Regions from separate parts of the Mus musculus genome. Here region 1 is linked to region 2. A link is a contact called in public HiChIP or PLAC-seq data. All regions are on one chromosome and are shown on one strand. The core of a region is the stretch at or near the end of the contact, and the rest is flanking DNA. Distances in the headings are between cores, read along the strand shown. Region 1 holds the start of Sh3rf3 (SH3 domain containing ring finger 3). Region 2 overlaps Edar (ectodysplasin-A receptor).

Region 1 (3,072 bases), core at 440-2,939, 210 kb after region 2:
ACCCTTGCCAATACTTGTGTAAATGATACAGAGATCGGCTGGGACAACTCTATGCTCCTGGGAATTTCCAGAGACTAGCAGTCTGATAGGAACTCAGGATATCTGGAATTGGGGTGCTAAATACTGCATTCAAATCATCACTGGATGAGATCAAGTCACTCTTTCGATCATTCAATGGATATTTACTAAACACGCCGTGTGGAAGATACTACTACACTGTAAGGGACACGTGGCTTATAGGCAACCGCTCTGCTACCATGTGGTCTTTTTGCATTTGGGTTCTGTGGTCACAAAAACCACATTTAATAAAATGGCTTCATAATAATGAGAATCAATTTCCTTACCCGTGTAATGAAGTTAAAGCAATTATTTCACAGGGTTGTTTAAGAGCATTAAAACAATGCAGATATTATGTTGGCATTTAAGTATCAGCAAAATTTTTTTCTCCCTAAAAACGAAGAAAAGTGACATTCAGCTTCACAAACAACAGGGCAGCCCAACCGGCAGGAGGGGCATCCACACCACTTTGGATGCTTGCCCTGGCATCTCCCAGCTGTGCATCATCCAGCTTTCTGGACCTTTGCCTGTGCGGGGCTCGAGAGCGTTGGGAACACGAGGGGCCCACCAGGGGGCAGCACACGGTAAGAAATCTTGTACACCGACCGCAGCCCACCGCCAAACTTCCCTGCTGCTCCAGGTCCTCGTACGTACTTCCGTCGCTCTGACGCTCCCAGAACCCCGGGCATCGGGAAGGAGCGCACATTCCCCCTCTTTTGAGCCTCCCGAGGAATATTTGGAGCTGGGTTCATCAGAGCTCACCAGAGCGGGCGCTGGAGTCTTTCACCGCGCCGCCAGGGGCGCGGCGCTCGGCCAGGGTGTGCTGGCGCGTGGGCGGCGGCGTCAGTCACACATCAGTGATTCTGGAGAGGGCAGCCGGCTTCCCGAAGGAGTAGTCGCGGCCCCGGCAGCCCCCGACCCGGCCATCTCCAGCGACTTCCCTTCTCGCCTCAAGGGACACCCCCGCACCTATACCCACAGCTGTCACTTGGGCATGCTGGCAGGAGAGGGGACACAAGCAAGAGTGCTCCCTGGAGTCGTCCAGAAGGATGCCTGGGTGTCTGATGCGTCCTCCGGCTGCTCTCCAGCGCTGGCTAAGAAAGCAGTCGGGATGATGCTCCCAAACTTTCCTTCGCGGAGGCGTTGAGAAGAAACGTCCCTTCCTGAAGCTCGCGGAGAATCCAGAGTCTGGCGTCCAGAGGGGACAGGGCCAAGCCTGCGCAGGGGAAGTTCTCCGGAGCCCCGGAGGTGGCCTAAAGGGAGAAGCTCCAAGGCAGGAGAGGTGTCCGTTTCCCAACACCCCCGCAGTGACTGTGACCTCTGCGCGTCCCCCGCACATGGTCCCGCGACCCAGGGACGAGATCCGGCTGAGCTAGTTGAGCAAGGCGGCGGTGCTCTGGCAGCCCGAGGGCGCATGGAGGCGCCGAGGGGGGCGGTGCGGCTCGCCTGCGGCGCGGGGGAGCGTGCACGCCGCGCCCCGGTCTCCCTGGGGACCTGGCCGGCCTCTCCCTGCACTCCCCGCTGCTGGGCTCCCGGGCGCGGGCGGCGCGGCAGCACAGGTGTTGCCCGCAGCGGCGGTGCGCGCGCGTAGGCTGATTGGGCTCGGCTGGCTGGAGTTGCCTCGGGGCTCCGGAACTCCGGTGCCTGCCTCGCGGGCAGGCTCGGCGTGTCACTTTGCAAATCGTGGAGGCTAGTGCCTCGGGCTGTCAGCACGCGCCGCGCGGGGACCGAACCCTGTTTATTGACGGCGACTGCCCGGGCTAGGCGCAAATGCCCGCTCTCCTCGGCGGGCCGGGCTCTGGCTGCTAGACTTAGGCGGCTCGCTGGGCCCGCGCTGGCGCCTCCCCCATGCTGCTTGGGGCGTCCTGGCTGTGCGCGTCCAAGGCGGCGGCCACCGCAGCTCGGGGCGAGGGCGAGGACAGGCAGGGTGAGCAGCAGAGGGGGGCCCAGGCGAGGACTGAAGAGGATATGGACGAATCATCGCTGCTGGATTTGCTGGAATGCTCTGTGTGCCTGGAGCGCCTGGACACTACGGCCAAGGTGTTGCCATGCCAGCACACCTTCTGCCGACGCTGTCTGGAGAGCATCGTGTGCTCGCGCCACGAACTACGTTGTCCCGAGTGCCGCATCCTGGTGGGCTGCGGTGTGGACGAGCTGCCCGCCAACATACTGCTAGTGCGCCTGCTGGATGGCATCCGCCAGAGGCCCCGCACGGGTGCCAGCCCGGGGAGCAGCCCTCCCGCGCGCCCGGGCCCCGGTACGTTCTCAGCGCTCGCTGGTGGCGCTGGAGGGGCGACAGGCAGTCCCCCGTGTTCTCCGGTCTTTCTCTCAGCGGCCGCAGGCAGCTCTACCTCCAGTTTGTGCGACGTGGCGACTAATAGGAGTGTGCCAGTGGCTAAGGTAAGAATGTATCCCAGTGACATGGCGCCACTGTGTGGGAATGTGTAAGCTTGTCCGCACGTGTATGTGCAAGTAGTTTGTGATTAGAAGTAGAGGGACTAGCCGTGGATCCCCGTGGCCCACTCGTTTGTTTTATTCTTCTTTAACAACTTCTCTGTTTCCCAGGGACTCTGCCTAGCTGTCAGTTCCTACTTTACCAGTTCTTGACTACATCCCATCACATACATTCCTCTGCCCCACATCCTTACTTCAAACTTCTTGTGGGCACCTTAAGTCGCTTTCCAAGCTCAGTCCTTACATCTTCTCCCCCAAACCTGTTCATATGTGAGGCAGAACCCATCCTCTCATTAGGTGGACATGCCATCTGTCCTGCCGTTCTCTACCACTTCCATTTTGACTAGGCTGGCCGGTCCTGTATGTCTGTCTGTTGATCCATACATCCATCCACTCATCTATCTTTAACTTTGATCACCCCTCCAATTCTCCAGAAACAACCATCTTTTGCCACACCTCCTCAGTCCTGCTCTTCCCTCTCAGACCACCAATTGGGGACTTATTGCTTAATGGTTCACTGGTTCTGATCGCTGACCGGGAGTTAGCAGTCTCTTGCTGCTT
Region 2 (2,964 bases), core at 444-2,943:
TATAGTGAACATTTATTGACCATTCCATGTCAGAGGAAGTGCTTTGTATTGATTACTTAATTCATACAGCAATCCCCCAAAACTGTATTATTATTGTCCTGTGTACAGAGAAAAAACTGAGGCATAGAGAAGAAGCTTGCCATTGCTGTCAGAAGAGGAACATGGTCCCTAATTAAAGATAACCCTTGCCAGTGATGCCAGCCAGCAAGATGCACACAGGGGCACCAGCACATAGGAACGCCAACAGGATATACCAGGAATACCAAAAACACAGAAGCATCAGAACACAGGAGCACCAGCACACAGGACCACCAGCAACCTGAATCCTTAGAACCTTGAGATGTTTGTAGGACATGTGATGTAATATGTTCAGGGTGACCATCAGGCAAATAGGTTTAACCATCTCTTCCCTTTATAACCTTCTTACCTTCACACAAGGATTTTAGAACTTAATGCCATTAAGGGAAACAAAAAATCCTGATATTCTGGAGCATTCAGACCCCAGACCAGTTTTGTACCTTTACACTGAGCCATTCTCCAACTCTGAGTACCCAGAGGATGTCTACAGCTCAACTGTGGCTGTTCTGCGTTGGTGGCCAATCAACACAGTCTTACTTCCCATGCTCTTTGTTATTCTGTCCCTCCTCCTGCACTGGGGGTAGTCTCTCCTTTCTTACTCTTGTCTCTGGGTCTGGACAATTGATTTGCTTTGCCAGTAGGATAAGCCAGAAATGACAGGAAGCCAGTTCTGAGGCCAAGGCTTCAGATAGCCTTCATCCTGCTCTCGGCTTCTGGGCTTGCCATGATGAGCTTCATGCCAGCTCAGGCTCTTCGGCTGCTTTGTGGAAGAGGATGAAGATGAAAGATGATGGAGAGGATGAAGGACGATGGAGAGGATGAAGGATGATGGAGCAGAGCTGCCCTTCTCGAGGTTGTCCAGCAGGCAGAGGCCTGGTCACAGTCTGGGCAAGCTGACCCCACTGGCCCTTACTGACTCCAAAGCTAGACTGAGAAGTGACTGTGCTCCAAGACACTGAATTTGGGACAGCGACAGAGTGAGTTTGTAACTGATGGTGGCAAGGTGGAAAAGAGTGCCCCATGTGGTCTTCATGTTCCCCATACATGTCTGCCCCTGTTAGCGAATACCTCCCTGCTTTAACATGTTACCTACCTCATTTATGGATGGCCACAACCCCATAGTCTCATCATACACAGTACATCAACCAGTGACATTCATTCACTTCCACTCATACTGCCACACTCATAAGAGTTCACAGGGCGCCAGTCTGTAGGTCTCCTTTTTATCAATATGTTTATTGAGCTTATAAAAATATAATAAGTTACATAAACAGAATTATATAAAATATTCACAATTAAGACTTCACTGGCTCAGGCCCTCAGACCTAGCTTGGGTGTTTACTAAATACCTTTAAGTACTGAAAAAATAATAACAGTCTCCAGACAAACATGGCAGCGTGGAGTTCCAGCATTGGTCAGCAAGAGTCACTGTGGTCTTGTTGGTTGGCAAAGCACACTGAAGCCAACCAACCCTTCCAGGATTTATTGCCATGTAAAGTAAATGACAAGGGACTGGCTCCCCTAAAGCAGCAAGCAGGGAGTCAAGGAAACAACAAGGATGCTGGCTGCCTCAGGCCTTGAAACCTAGTAGTGTGAATGGAGGGCAGCCCACACCGCTGGCTGCAGCTGCCCATTCTTCAGCACAATGACAGTTGGAGAAGAGCCTGCTGTCCTCGACCTGCTCACTCATCACGCATGACATTTACAAGTCTAATTAAGGGGAATCGCAGCGTCATTATGGAAGACCAGGGGTAAGGGACACTGCAGGGTCTCAGGAATTAAAAGGACAATTAAGCAGACATTTAACTTGCAAAATGGAGTAAATGCCTTCTTTAAAAAAAAAAAAAAAAACACTGCACAGACAGACACAGGAAAATGATCATATTAAAAATTCAGGACCTAATTATGGTCCTCTCACAGTATGGTCTATATTCAGTGGTGGGAAATGGCTTGATGGTTTTAAACACACCACTGATTGCTCTCCAAAGCCTTTGTTCAGTCATAGGCCTTGTAAAACAAAAAAACCCAACCGCCTTCTAAACCAGAGGCTTTACTGAAAGGAAGCATTCTCTGCAGTCAGCGCTCTGGGAGGGAGCCCAGCAGCCAGCTTGGCATTAACCCCCTGCCGGGGAAGTTTCCTTGGCTCCCATTTCCTGGCAGTTACAGGTGCAGTAAGAGAATATGCCAAGAGCAATGGCTGTTTATAAGCCCTGTAAACGCTCAGTCCTACAGTTGCCCTTATATGAGAATGGCGGCTGCGTTTCCCTTGACTCTCATTTTTTGTGGCCACCCACACTGTATTTACCCCATGGAGGCTCCTCTGGCCTCTTCTCTTCTGCCTCCGTGTTCTTTCACTCACCCTTTCGCTCACTGGAGCCTCAACATTCCTGACTACAGATGTGAAGACCAACCTCTCTCAGCTAAGAGAAGCTAAGTCTGGAGGAGACAGACACTTTGAATGACTCTCCCAGTGCCCAGGACCTCAGACCCCAGCTCTGTACTGCGTCTCGGGCTGCACCACCCCTCACTGGCTCAGGATGTTGTGCCTGAACTCACTCGAGCCTCACCCAGGAATCAGGCATGGTCAAACTCTGAGCAAGTCACCATTTCCTTCTCTAGATAGGACGCACGTCCCTTTGAAGCAAGACAAGCCTGACATTGTAACTGCTGTGGCTGCGAGTGGTGCTGGAGGCCAGATCTGCCCACACTTGTGACTGGACAGACACACGCCTTGTATGTCAGTGACACATGGTGAGTTCTTCCACTAGTGACTGCAAGGCTTATACCATGGTGTGTGACTGCAAACACAGGTCGAGTTACCTCTGAAACCATAGGGCATGCCAGCAAACCATGCTCTGTCTGAGGCCATGAAGGATGTGGGATGCC

What was found. HiChIP or PLAC-seq counts read pairs in DNA pulled down with a chosen protein or histone mark.
Region 1: an H3K27ac HiChIP or PLAC-seq map of stem cell-derived neural progenitor cells shows a contact between it and region 2, with 4 times the contacts expected there. The contact joins the promoter of Sh3rf3 here to the enhancer-like site in region 2. A contact is called at or near these places in 2 of 39 promoter capture datasets (the 3T3-L1 cell line and the SN4741 cell line), 1 of 15 datasets of contacts at CTCF or cohesin (the NIH/3T3 cell line), 1 of 484 Hi-C or Micro-C datasets (stem cell-derived neural progenitor cells) and 1 of 115 datasets of contacts at active chromatin or transcription factors (stem cell-derived neural progenitor cells).

What each region holds. Positions count from the first base shown.
Region 1 is chr10:58,811,670-58,814,741 of GRCm38.p6, forward strand. It overlaps Sh3rf3 (SH3 domain containing ring finger 3), which reads left to right and starts at 1,690. Exons shown (of 10, transcript NM_172788.3): 1 at 1,690-2,457. The coding sequence starts at 1,906.
Region 2 is chr10:58,599,493-58,602,456 of GRCm38.p6, forward strand. It overlaps Edar (ectodysplasin-A receptor), which reads right to left. Exons shown (of 12, transcript NM_010100.3): 12 at 1,296-2,964. Among named protein-coding and RNA genes, the nearest start is that of Edar, 75 kb to the right of the region's middle. Within about 2 kb of position 1,694, at least 72 of the 459 cell types and tissues checked have an H3K27ac peak or open chromatin away from gene starts, as enhancers often do. A contact at or near this core is called in stem cell-derived neural progenitor cells, where this site is marked.